Regions from separate parts of the Gossypium hirsutum genome. Here all the other regions are linked to region 2. Evidence: chromatin contacts called from public Hi-C data. All regions are on one chromosome and are shown on one strand. Each heading gives the region's core, a stretch centred on a gene start, on an enhancer-like site or on the middle of the called end of the contact. The rest is flanking DNA. Distances are from core to core; before and after follow the strand shown. Region 1 holds the start of LOC107897870 (CBL-interacting serine/threonine-protein kinase 7). Region 2 holds the start of LOC107897869. Region 3 holds the start of LOC107897871 (photosynthetic NDH subunit of subcomplex B 5, chloroplastic).

What was found. Hi-C and Micro-C count contacts between places; a contact is called where the count stands out from the background.
Region 1: a contact with region 2 is called in a Hi-C map of leaf, with 2.1 times the contacts expected there. The contact joins the promoter of LOC107897870 here to the promoter of LOC107897869 in region 2. A contact is called at or near these places in 2 of 34 Hi-C or Micro-C datasets (both in leaf).
Region 3: a contact with region 2 is called in a Hi-C map of leaf, with 2.3 times the contacts expected there. The contact joins the promoter of LOC107897871 here to the promoter of LOC107897869 in region 2. A contact is called at or near these places in 8 of 34 Hi-C or Micro-C datasets (anther, callus, hypocotyl and 2 more).

What each region holds. Positions count from the first base shown.
Region 1 is chrA10:58,902,919-58,906,388 of Gossypium_hirsutum_v2.1, reverse strand. It overlaps LOC107897870 (CBL-interacting serine/threonine-protein kinase 7), which reads left to right and starts at 2,108. Exons shown (of 1, transcript XM_016823456.2): 1 at 2,108-3,470. The coding sequence starts at 2,161.
Region 2 is chrA10:59,126,066-59,129,350 of Gossypium_hirsutum_v2.1, reverse strand. It overlaps LOC107897869, which reads right to left and starts at 1,253. Exons shown (of 3, transcript XM_041079291.1): 1 at 1,020-1,253. The coding sequence starts at 1,148.
Region 3 is chrA10:58,881,533-58,884,656 of Gossypium_hirsutum_v2.1, reverse strand. It overlaps LOC107897871 (photosynthetic NDH subunit of subcomplex B 5, chloroplastic), which reads left to right and starts at 1,496. Exons shown (of 5, transcript XM_016823457.2): 1 at 1,496-2,010; 2 at 2,167-2,227; 3 at 2,309-2,430; 4 at 2,516-2,812; 5 at 2,919-3,124. The coding sequence starts at 1,759. The coding sequence ends at 2,746.

The DNA of each region.
Region 1 (3,470 bases), core at 859-3,358, 220 kb after region 2:
TGTTTGCCTCTGATTATTTTCATTTCATCACATGTGATGTTCTTAAAGTTCAAAAAACATATCATTTGCGTTACTAAAATTTCTTTTTCTCTACATACAGTTTTTAAATATATATAGTCACATGCTAAGAAATTGATTTATAGGTGCCTATATTTTATTATTTTATAATAATAATAATAATTATTATTATTATTATAATTATAATTGTAATCTAATCATTTTTGAACAATTTTAAAAGCACACTCCTTCATAACAAGATAATGCTTAATTTGATATGATTTAACTCAATTTCAATTCCTTAACTTTTCTCCTTATCGACCAAACTACCCCTTTTGGTGTCTAGATTTAGGGTTCCTATATCAATGAGATTACTTCAGAGTTATATATATATAAAAACAACAAATTATTTCAAAAAGTTGAATAGTCGAAGCAACCAACATGGATTATTTCTTTTAAAACTAAATTAATTATAACACACTATTATGCGATGAATAAAAAACAAATAAAAATTATATTAAAAAGTTGATTAGTGGGTAGTTTCTTTTAAACAGAAAAAGACAAGTATTATTGTTTTGGTAATAAAAAGACCATTATTCTTGAGTGATACGTATTTTTAAATTGTTTTGAATTTATTAAATTTATATTTCAGTTTACACCATTCATGATACATATTTTTAAATAATTATAGCTAAAAGAAATTATTACAAAACATAATAAAATTGATAACTGAATTATATCTTAACTTATATCATAAGAAGATCTAATTCAAAGAGAATTTGGAGACAACTCACACATAGAGTTAAATTTAAGATATTAGAATTCTTTAAGACCTCAATATTATTATTAAGCAAAGGCTTATATTTGTTTTCTTAAAATAAAATTAAAGTTTCATGAATAGTAATTATTTCATACATTCTTTATGAAGTTTAAAGAATTTATTTATATTTATATTTATATTTTTTTATTATATTCTATAATACAATCGTCACACCCTAAATCAATTTTACAAATTGTGTATGAGATAATTTTTCTATATTAAAATTAAAATTTTATGTGTATAATTATTAAATCAAATTTAATATATTATATTAGATAAAAGTTGATGTGAAATTTTAACATTTCTCACTCTAATAAAAGAAAAGAAAAAGATAAAGAAAAGTACTTGTAGTTCAATTATTCCGGACACAACTGTTGGATGGTTTATGAAGGCAAAATAAAAGAGACCCATTTGGAATTTGCAACGAAAAATTTAAAGAATATTTAGTCCCTATATTTTTATAAAATTTAAGATGCGGTCATTATACTTTTAAGTTAAAAATTAAATTTTTTATTTTTTTTTAATTTTAAAATTCTAATCCAATCATTAAAGCGGATAGTAATTTTCATCAAAAACTTAACATATTTGTTTTTCATCAATTATAATCATGTGAGGACAACTTAATTACCATGTTAATTTAATAAATTTTAACAAAAAAATATTAATAATAATAGTAAGATTTTTAAATTAAAAAAGTAAAAACACTTTATTTTTAACTTTTTTAATTATTGAATCTTACTTCTTCTTCTTTTTTTTTTTAAGTATGAAGAGTAACAGCAATTTTAATCAAAAATAAGTGAAAGTTTTTAAGTTGAATATGTTCTATGCCTATCTACTTTTTACATATTTGAAATTTAATTCCCTACTTTTATTTTAAGAAATTTAATTTTTCTATTTTTCAGATATAAAAATGCATGTTTAATTGTTGACTTGGTCAAAGTTATTCCGTTAAATTCAGGTTAATTACAAATCATTATTTTATTACATGACTACTAAATAAGTATTTCTTAAAAGTCAAAATGTCATACTAACTAATTTAGCAATTGGAATTGAAATTTAAAAAATGGAGGGAAAAAAATTCTTAAATGTAAAATTCTTAAATGTAAAAGAACTAAGTTTTAAATATACAAAATGTACAGGACTTAAAAGTATATTTTAACCTAATTTTCCAATCAAAACAAGAATCAAATTATACTAGATCTAAAGGGTAGTTTAGGAAGGAAAGTCCCACCAGATTTTAGTCTTTGACAGCGAGAAGCCAACCAAACTTCCCCCCACTATATATACCAACTAACCGTCTACCTCAACCTCGTTGTGGTACTCCCTATTCGCCGCCATACACCATGCCGTCAGTGGCTCCACTTCCACCACCACCACCGTCGTCTCCGCCGCCGCCACCACCACAGATACCGACACTCAGCCGTACTAAAACACCAACAAGTATACTTTTAGGTAAGTATGAATTGGGTCGGTTGTTAGGCCGTGGAAGCTTTGCAAAAGTTCACGAGGCAACTTCTCTTGAGGACAATAACAGCGTTGTGGCGATCAAGATCATAGACAAAACGAAAACAGTAGATGCCGCCATGGAACCGAGGATAATCCGGGAAGTTTCAGCTATGCGCCGCCTACAACATCACCCGAACATTCTTAAAATCCACGAGGTGATGGCCTCAAAGACCAAGATCTACCTCGTCATGGAACTAGCCTCCGGTGGTGAACTCTTCTCCAAAGTGTTACGCCGTGGCCGATTAACTGAATCCGCCGCACGTAGGTACTTCTCCCAACTCGTCTCCGCTCTCCACTTCTGCCACCTAAACGGTGTCGCCCACCGTGATGTGAAGCCTCAAAATCTGTTGTTAGATCAAAGTGGAAATCTTAAAGTTTCGGACTTTGGTCTCTCGGCTCTACCAGAACAGCTAAACGACGTCGGTCTTCTGCATACAGCTTGCGGAACGCCGGCTTATACGGCTCCTGAGGTTGTCCGGAGAAAAGGGTATAAGGGTTCCAAGGCGGATGCTTGGTCTTGTGGTGTCATTTTATTTGTTCTGTTGGCAGGTTATTTACCATTTGATGATGGTAACTTGATGACTATGTACAAAAAGATTCAACGAAGGGAGTTCCAATTTCCATCTTGGATATCAAAGCAAGCAAAAGCTATAATATGGCAGCTTTTAGACCCGAACCCCGACACAAGAATGAGCATAGCCAAGTTAATGGAAACTTCATGGTTTAAGAGAACTTCAAAGGCGTTTCCATCATCAAACAGCCAACAAGAAAGTTTGTTACATGACAGGAAGTTGAAACATGATATGGTTTGTAATGGAGTTAATGCTTTTGATATAATAGCATTGTCTTCAGGGTTGGATTTGTCAGGGCTTTTAGAAGGAGGGGATAATAAGAGGAAGGAAAGGAGGTATACAACTTCAATGGAGCTGAATGGGGTAATGCAGAGGGTTAGGGAGGTAGGGGAGAGATTGGGGTACAGAGTGGAGAGAGGGAAAAGAGGGCTTATGGGGTTAGGGAAAGGGAGGGTGGTAGTGGTGGTGGAGGTGGTAGAGGTGGCAGAGGTGTTTGTATTGGTGGAGATTAAGGTGATGGATGGTGGGGCAGAGTTTGAGGAAGGGCAGTGGGTGGATCTGGAAGCCGGCCTTGG
Region 2 (3,285 bases), core at 4-2,503:
TGGATCTAAGGTATGTTATCCTACTTGTCGATGGGTACTGATATACTGTACAGATTGTCGAATTGTCACTTGGAGCTCACTTATAGAACTTTTAAAAAAGAAAAGATAATAGTTCAACTACTTAAATAAAAACTTTTGAATAGTTCAGTGACTTAAATGAAAATTTTTAAATAATTCAATAACTAAATTGTAACTTTTTTTAGTTAAATGACCAAAATGAAAATTTAGCATAATTTAGTGACTAATGATGTAGTTTACCCTAACTAAAATCTGCAAATAGGCAGATATATAACATAACTAACCTTTATAGAGCATCAATATGATTCATGTAAGAAAAAAAAATCCTAGAATAAACCGATACTAGAAAATCACAGGTCTCAACATTCCAATCTACAGGCGATGTTGAAATACAGAATTCCCATTTATTGCCAGACCATAACAAGTTACCTAACCGGTTATCAAATTACGAAGAGATTCTTTTTATAATTTAACAAGAACAGGGATAATAGGATCCCTGCATATATATTTTTTAAGTTGATTAGCATGAGCATATCACAGAAAAAATAACAAAACCACAGCAGCATAAAAACATGACACAATATAAAAAGTAACATGAAAACGAATATCTCGAAATCTATATAATACAAACTTTTAGCATATCAATTTTTAATAAGTGTGTTAAACATGATTATATTGCAGAAAATACATGATCATAGATACAGAAGATCTAATTTCATTCTTCCATTTACTTTTTGAACCAACAAACCAAGTTACCGAAACACTGCTTTCTTACAAATACCTATTGCCACAATCCAGAATGTTCAGTTATAAAGAGGCCCAAATTTCAAAAAAGTTCGAATGAGTATTAGACTTTGTTCCAATTTCAAGCCTAATCCAGATATAAAAAAACTCTCAATCTGTCACAGAGTTCAACGAATCAGACAAATCCGACCAACTAAAAATATGAAAAAAAAAAGAAGATACAACACAAAGAGAAGAAGAGATAAAAGAGAGTATACATTTCCCATTAATTTCTGGAGATTCTTGGTGTTCTTGGCGAAAGTGTATATAAGAACGATAGGGATCGTAACATAGAGACCGAATTTGGCGATTTCAAGAACACCCTTTGAAGTGCCTAAAGAAGACATTCTCCTTTTCACTTTCTACAGAGAAAAAAAATTGATGAGAATTCGCGAGGAGACTGAAAACTTTTGAAAAATTACCCTCAGACATCTCAAAATGTGTGAGGCTGAAACCTTGGATATGTTTTATAGGAAGATGCCCGGTTCTAGGAAAAGATCTTAATGGGCTCTTCTTTCAACAAAAAATTTCTTAATGGGCTAATAGCTCCCAAAATAATGCCCAAACAACAAACATGGATCTATTTGACTTTTCTGGATATTTACTTTAGCAGACTTGTGGCTTATTGCATGCTAAAGTCCCCACACTTTTGCTCGCACACTTTTGCTCGCACGGTTGTTATTTGAAGTGCTTTGAATAATTAACGGGAATATGTGGTGATTAGAGGTGCTCATCGTCGGGTCGGGTGAGGTTTGGGTTTAAACATGATATTAATATTTGGGTTTAAAATTTGAATTTAAAATTTTATCTAAATACACTCATATTTGTAAAAGGTTAACTTAAGCCCATTTTAAGCCCACCAATATTATTATTTAATTTTTTAAAAATAAATATATATTTTATTTTATTTTAATATTTAATAATTTTATATATTTTTTATTTATTGAAATTTTTTATAGTCATCTTAACATTATATTAACGTTTACATTAGAGTAGTATTATATATTTAGTGTAGGTTTATTTTTTTAATATGTTCTAATATATAAAAATAACATGATATAAAGTATTATAAACTTAAAATGGCTCGGCTCGGGTCGGATTGAGGCTTTAAATGTTTAAGCTCAAGCCTAGCCCGTATTTCAAAATGGGCTTAATTTTTTTTGTCCAAGCCCATTTTTCGGGCTTAATTTTTTTGCTCAAACCTTCCTAAATTTCGGACAGGCCTTCGGGTTTGGACAAGTAGCTTGGCCCATGAATATGTCTAGTGGTAATAGGGTATCGGTTAATTTTGAATAGCAAGAACCATTTCGTTCTAAAATATGTAGAATGACGATGTCAAGTCAACTTGGTAACCATCAAGTTGAAAAAGTATGCATTCATTTGGAGGAAAATTTAATAAAACCTCATGAGAAAATTGAAAAAGAAAAAGAAAGCTTAAAAGAAAGTTTCTTACAAATTATAGGCAAGATTCTTTCTAGCAATTTCTTAGTTCCAAACAACATGAATTGTTGGTAAAGCAATACACTATTGAATTTGAGCATCTCATGATGAAATGTGGAGATTGAAAAGCAAATGATTGCTCGGTATCTTGGTGATTTTTGTCAAGAGGTCAGTGATGTTGTCCAATCACAACCTTATTGGAATTTTGATGATGTTTGCAAGCTAGCAATCCATGTGGAGAAGCAAATCAAGGCGAAAGGTTCTCGCAAGACCCTACGGAAAGAAGAAATTTCTAGAAGAGGCAGTGCCTTAACTTCTAAGCATTTGCCTACTACCAAGATTACATCTTTAAAATCAGTTCAACGACACAAAGGCAGCCATATACCCAAGTTGTTAAGCATATACTCAAGTAGTTACGAAGAATGATGGATTATATATTTTTATATTCTAGAGGAGATCTCACTCCTATCGGTTATACCGATTTTGACTTCCAAACGTGTCAAGATTTGATGAAATCAACATTGGGCTATATTTTTGTCCTACATAGTGGGTCCACAGTATGGAGAAGTGTCAAGCATGGTTGTACTATTGAGTCTACTATAGAGGTCGATATATGGTTGCTTCTAAAGCAATAAAAGAAGCAATATGGCTTCAAAAAATCCTTATGGATCTCAAAGTTGTTCTTGGTATTGAAAAAGCTATCACATTGTATTGTGATAGTAATGCATCAATAGCTAACCCCAAGGAAACCAGAAACAACAAGAGCACAAAACATATTGATAGAAAGTATCAGATTAAAAGAGAGGTAGCAGTGGACAGAATAAAGGATGTAGTCAAAGTCACATTAGAGGAAACCTTGTGGATCCGTTTAGCAAGACTCAAGTGGTTAGGAGTTTTGAGAAACATGTAAAAGGCATGGGAATACGAAACATGACTCATCTACCTCGCTAAGGTAAGGGGGAGACTGTTGGAATTAATGCCTTTAGTTTAGTATTTTCGTCTATGTATACTTGTATTTTTTGAACAAATTAGTTTAATGAAGTA
Region 3 (3,124 bases), core at 247-2,746, 240 kb after region 2:
GAAGGACTTTAACATTTAAGCTTTTTACAAAGAGGGATCGTATTTCAAAGTCTTTCAAGTTTTTTTAATCTTCGACACTAAGACACTAATTAATCAACTAGGTACCAATTTTTGGGCGTACCGAGGGTGCTAATCCTTCCTCGTGCGTAACCAACTCCCGAACTCATTTTCTGTTATTCGTAGACCAAAAAATTATCGTTTTAGTAAATCTTAACTTTTATTAAAATGATTAATTTAAGGTGACCCGATCACACCTCACCAAAAAGGATTGGTGGCGACCCCTCTATTCGTTTTCATTTTCAAAACCTAAGTCGATTCCCGTTTTTTAAAAAATGGTTAGACAGTTGCATTTTTCTATGTTGCTTGGTCTTGGACTCTTAATTTTTTTTCTTTAATGCATGATGCCTACCCGAACACGAATGTGAAGATATAATCTTTTATAATTCTCTATTTATGCATAAAAACTTTAACATCATATTAAATACCAACACATATCCGGTACTTAAAATCAAATCCAAATGTTTTTGGCATTTTTTTGTTGGTATTCTTTTCAATAAATTTGAATCAATTGCAGAGGTCTCCCAGACCCACAATACCAAAATTTCTGGAATCAATCTTTTTCAAGATAATTCCATTGATTGTCCATCCCAAAAGCTCCAAACTATATTCCATTAATCAAAGAAACAAGAAAAAAAATGGAAGAAACTGATAATTAATTGACAAAAACCGAAATTACATCCAGATAGTGGCTGCCACCAACAAACATTATTTAGCAGCAACAAAGAGAATGAAGAAAAGATACCCATTAAGCAGATTAACCAGCATACCAACAAAATGTATTTCATTAATAAAAAATTAAATTGAGTAAATTAATCCTTCTCAAAATAATCAGAGTAATTTAATTTTTATCAATTCAAAAGTGAGCAATATGTTAAAGTTTCATCAATTTTACATGATTTTGATTGGTATAATAATAATTTTAGCCCTCAAAATTTATATATTCTGTCAATTTAGTTCTAATTTCATAAATTTATTCCATAAAAATTGTATAAATGTTGAAGCTACACATGTTGATTTTTTTTATTTTTAGAATTAAGGTCAAAATGATAAAATAAGTAAACATTAAAGGCTAAGTTTGTTGCTATACCAATTAAAATTATGTAAAATTGTTAGAAGACATTAACGCTATGATTAATTATCCTTAGTTACTTATTTTTTAAATTAAAATAGATTAAATTGCTTTAAATTTTTGAAAGAGATTAATTTACTAAATTTTAAAATTAAAAAAAAAACGACTACTTGTACCTAATTCATTTTACATTTTCAGGTTAATCGGACGCCTCAAGTTAGAAAAACAGAACATTTTATACCAAGTATTCTTAGCTATGGTAGGCCTTTATCCACCAGCCTTGACAGGCCGAATTGGCCCGTGTGCGGAGTTCCACTGCTTAGTTTCGGCCTTTATATTTTCCTCGTCCTAAAAAGTGGATAAGGAACAAAGCATTCTCCATCCTTCATTTAACGCCTGATTAAACCAACCCAAGTCTCACAGGAACTATGGGAGAACCCCCAACCAAAATGCACCACGTACCTCAACAAGTAGGTCCCCTACGTGCAACGTGGTTCAATCTAATTGGTCATTCATACACCTAGCAGTTGCGTAGAAACCTCACTTCGTTAAGAAGGCCGCCCTCCGGGGGGGGGGGCGTTACATGCTCACAAGGAAGATAAACAAAGAAACAAAAAAAAGAAAAGAAAATGGCAGTTCAGGCAGCACTCTCAGTTGTCTCAGTAAGTTCAGTGCCTAAAATCAGGTGTAAGAAGGTTGAAACCAGAGTTAATGTAATGAAGAACCAAAGAGAGGTTGGTCTTGTTAAGTTCAAGCTGGTTAGAAACCATGGGGATGGAAGAATCAACTTCACAAGATTGAATGCTGCAGGGTTGTCTGAGATTGAACCTGATCTCAATGAAGACCCTCTTGACAGATGGGCCACCAACAGCGTCAGCTCTGTCAGTTCTTTTCGTTTCTACTTCTAATCTAATTGCTTTACTTAAAAGTATTCATATCCCAGCCTGTCTTCTGTATGTATATGAGTACAAGAGTATACATTTTTGTTATATGAATATGCTGGTTCATTTCAATGCTTATGTTTTGTTGAATTATAGGAAGATTTTAAGTATGGAGAATATGATGGGCACCATACTTACTTTGAAGGAGAGGAGAAAGGTACATGAAAGAGTTAAATTTGATGTTTTTGTTTAACCAATGGTGAAACAACATATAACTGTTGAAGCTTTTTTACTTCAGGAACATTTTGGGGAGCCATTGCTGATGACATTGAAGCTATTGAACCTCCAACAGGATTCCAAGGCTTTATTTCATGGCTCTTCCTCCCTGCAGTTGCTGCCGGAATGTTTTTCAATGTTCCAGTAATTCATTTCATATCTTCATTTATCTTTCTATATTTTGAAAAGAAAAACAGATAAGATTAACAAGATGAATTTAATGTTGTAGGGGGAGTACTTGTTCATAGGAGCTGGAGTGTTTACGGCTATATTTTGTATAATTGAGATGGATAAACCAGATAAGCCTCACCACTTTGAGCCACAGATATATAACATGGAAAGGGGAGCTCGTGATAAGTTAATAAACGACTACAATACCATGAGCATTTGGGATTTTAATGAGAAATATGGAGATCTCTGGGATTTCACTATCAAGAAAGATGATATAACAAAGAGATAAATTTCTTTCGAGAAGAAAAAGAGAACTGTAATTATTAGCTACTGTCATGTGAGCATGGACTGGAAGGTATAGTTTCTTTTTCCCTTGTTTTTGAGAAGAGAGTTTTTATTGATTTCTATGTTTGTGTTAAGAGGATCTCCTAATCAGTAAGCCATCTATATTGTGATTGCAGATGTATTTTTCGGTCCGATGCTATCACGTTCGATTGCAGTAGATACTAAATCGAAACTGTCGCCTTATGTAGGCTGCTAAAACTTCATCATAGGTGTAAGAGCTTTGGGAGTGCTTTTATGATGATTGCTTTACAAGATTAATTTGAATGCCTACTATATCAGTTTCCATCATTTGTTTTTGAAGATATAAAGGCTCTATTCCATT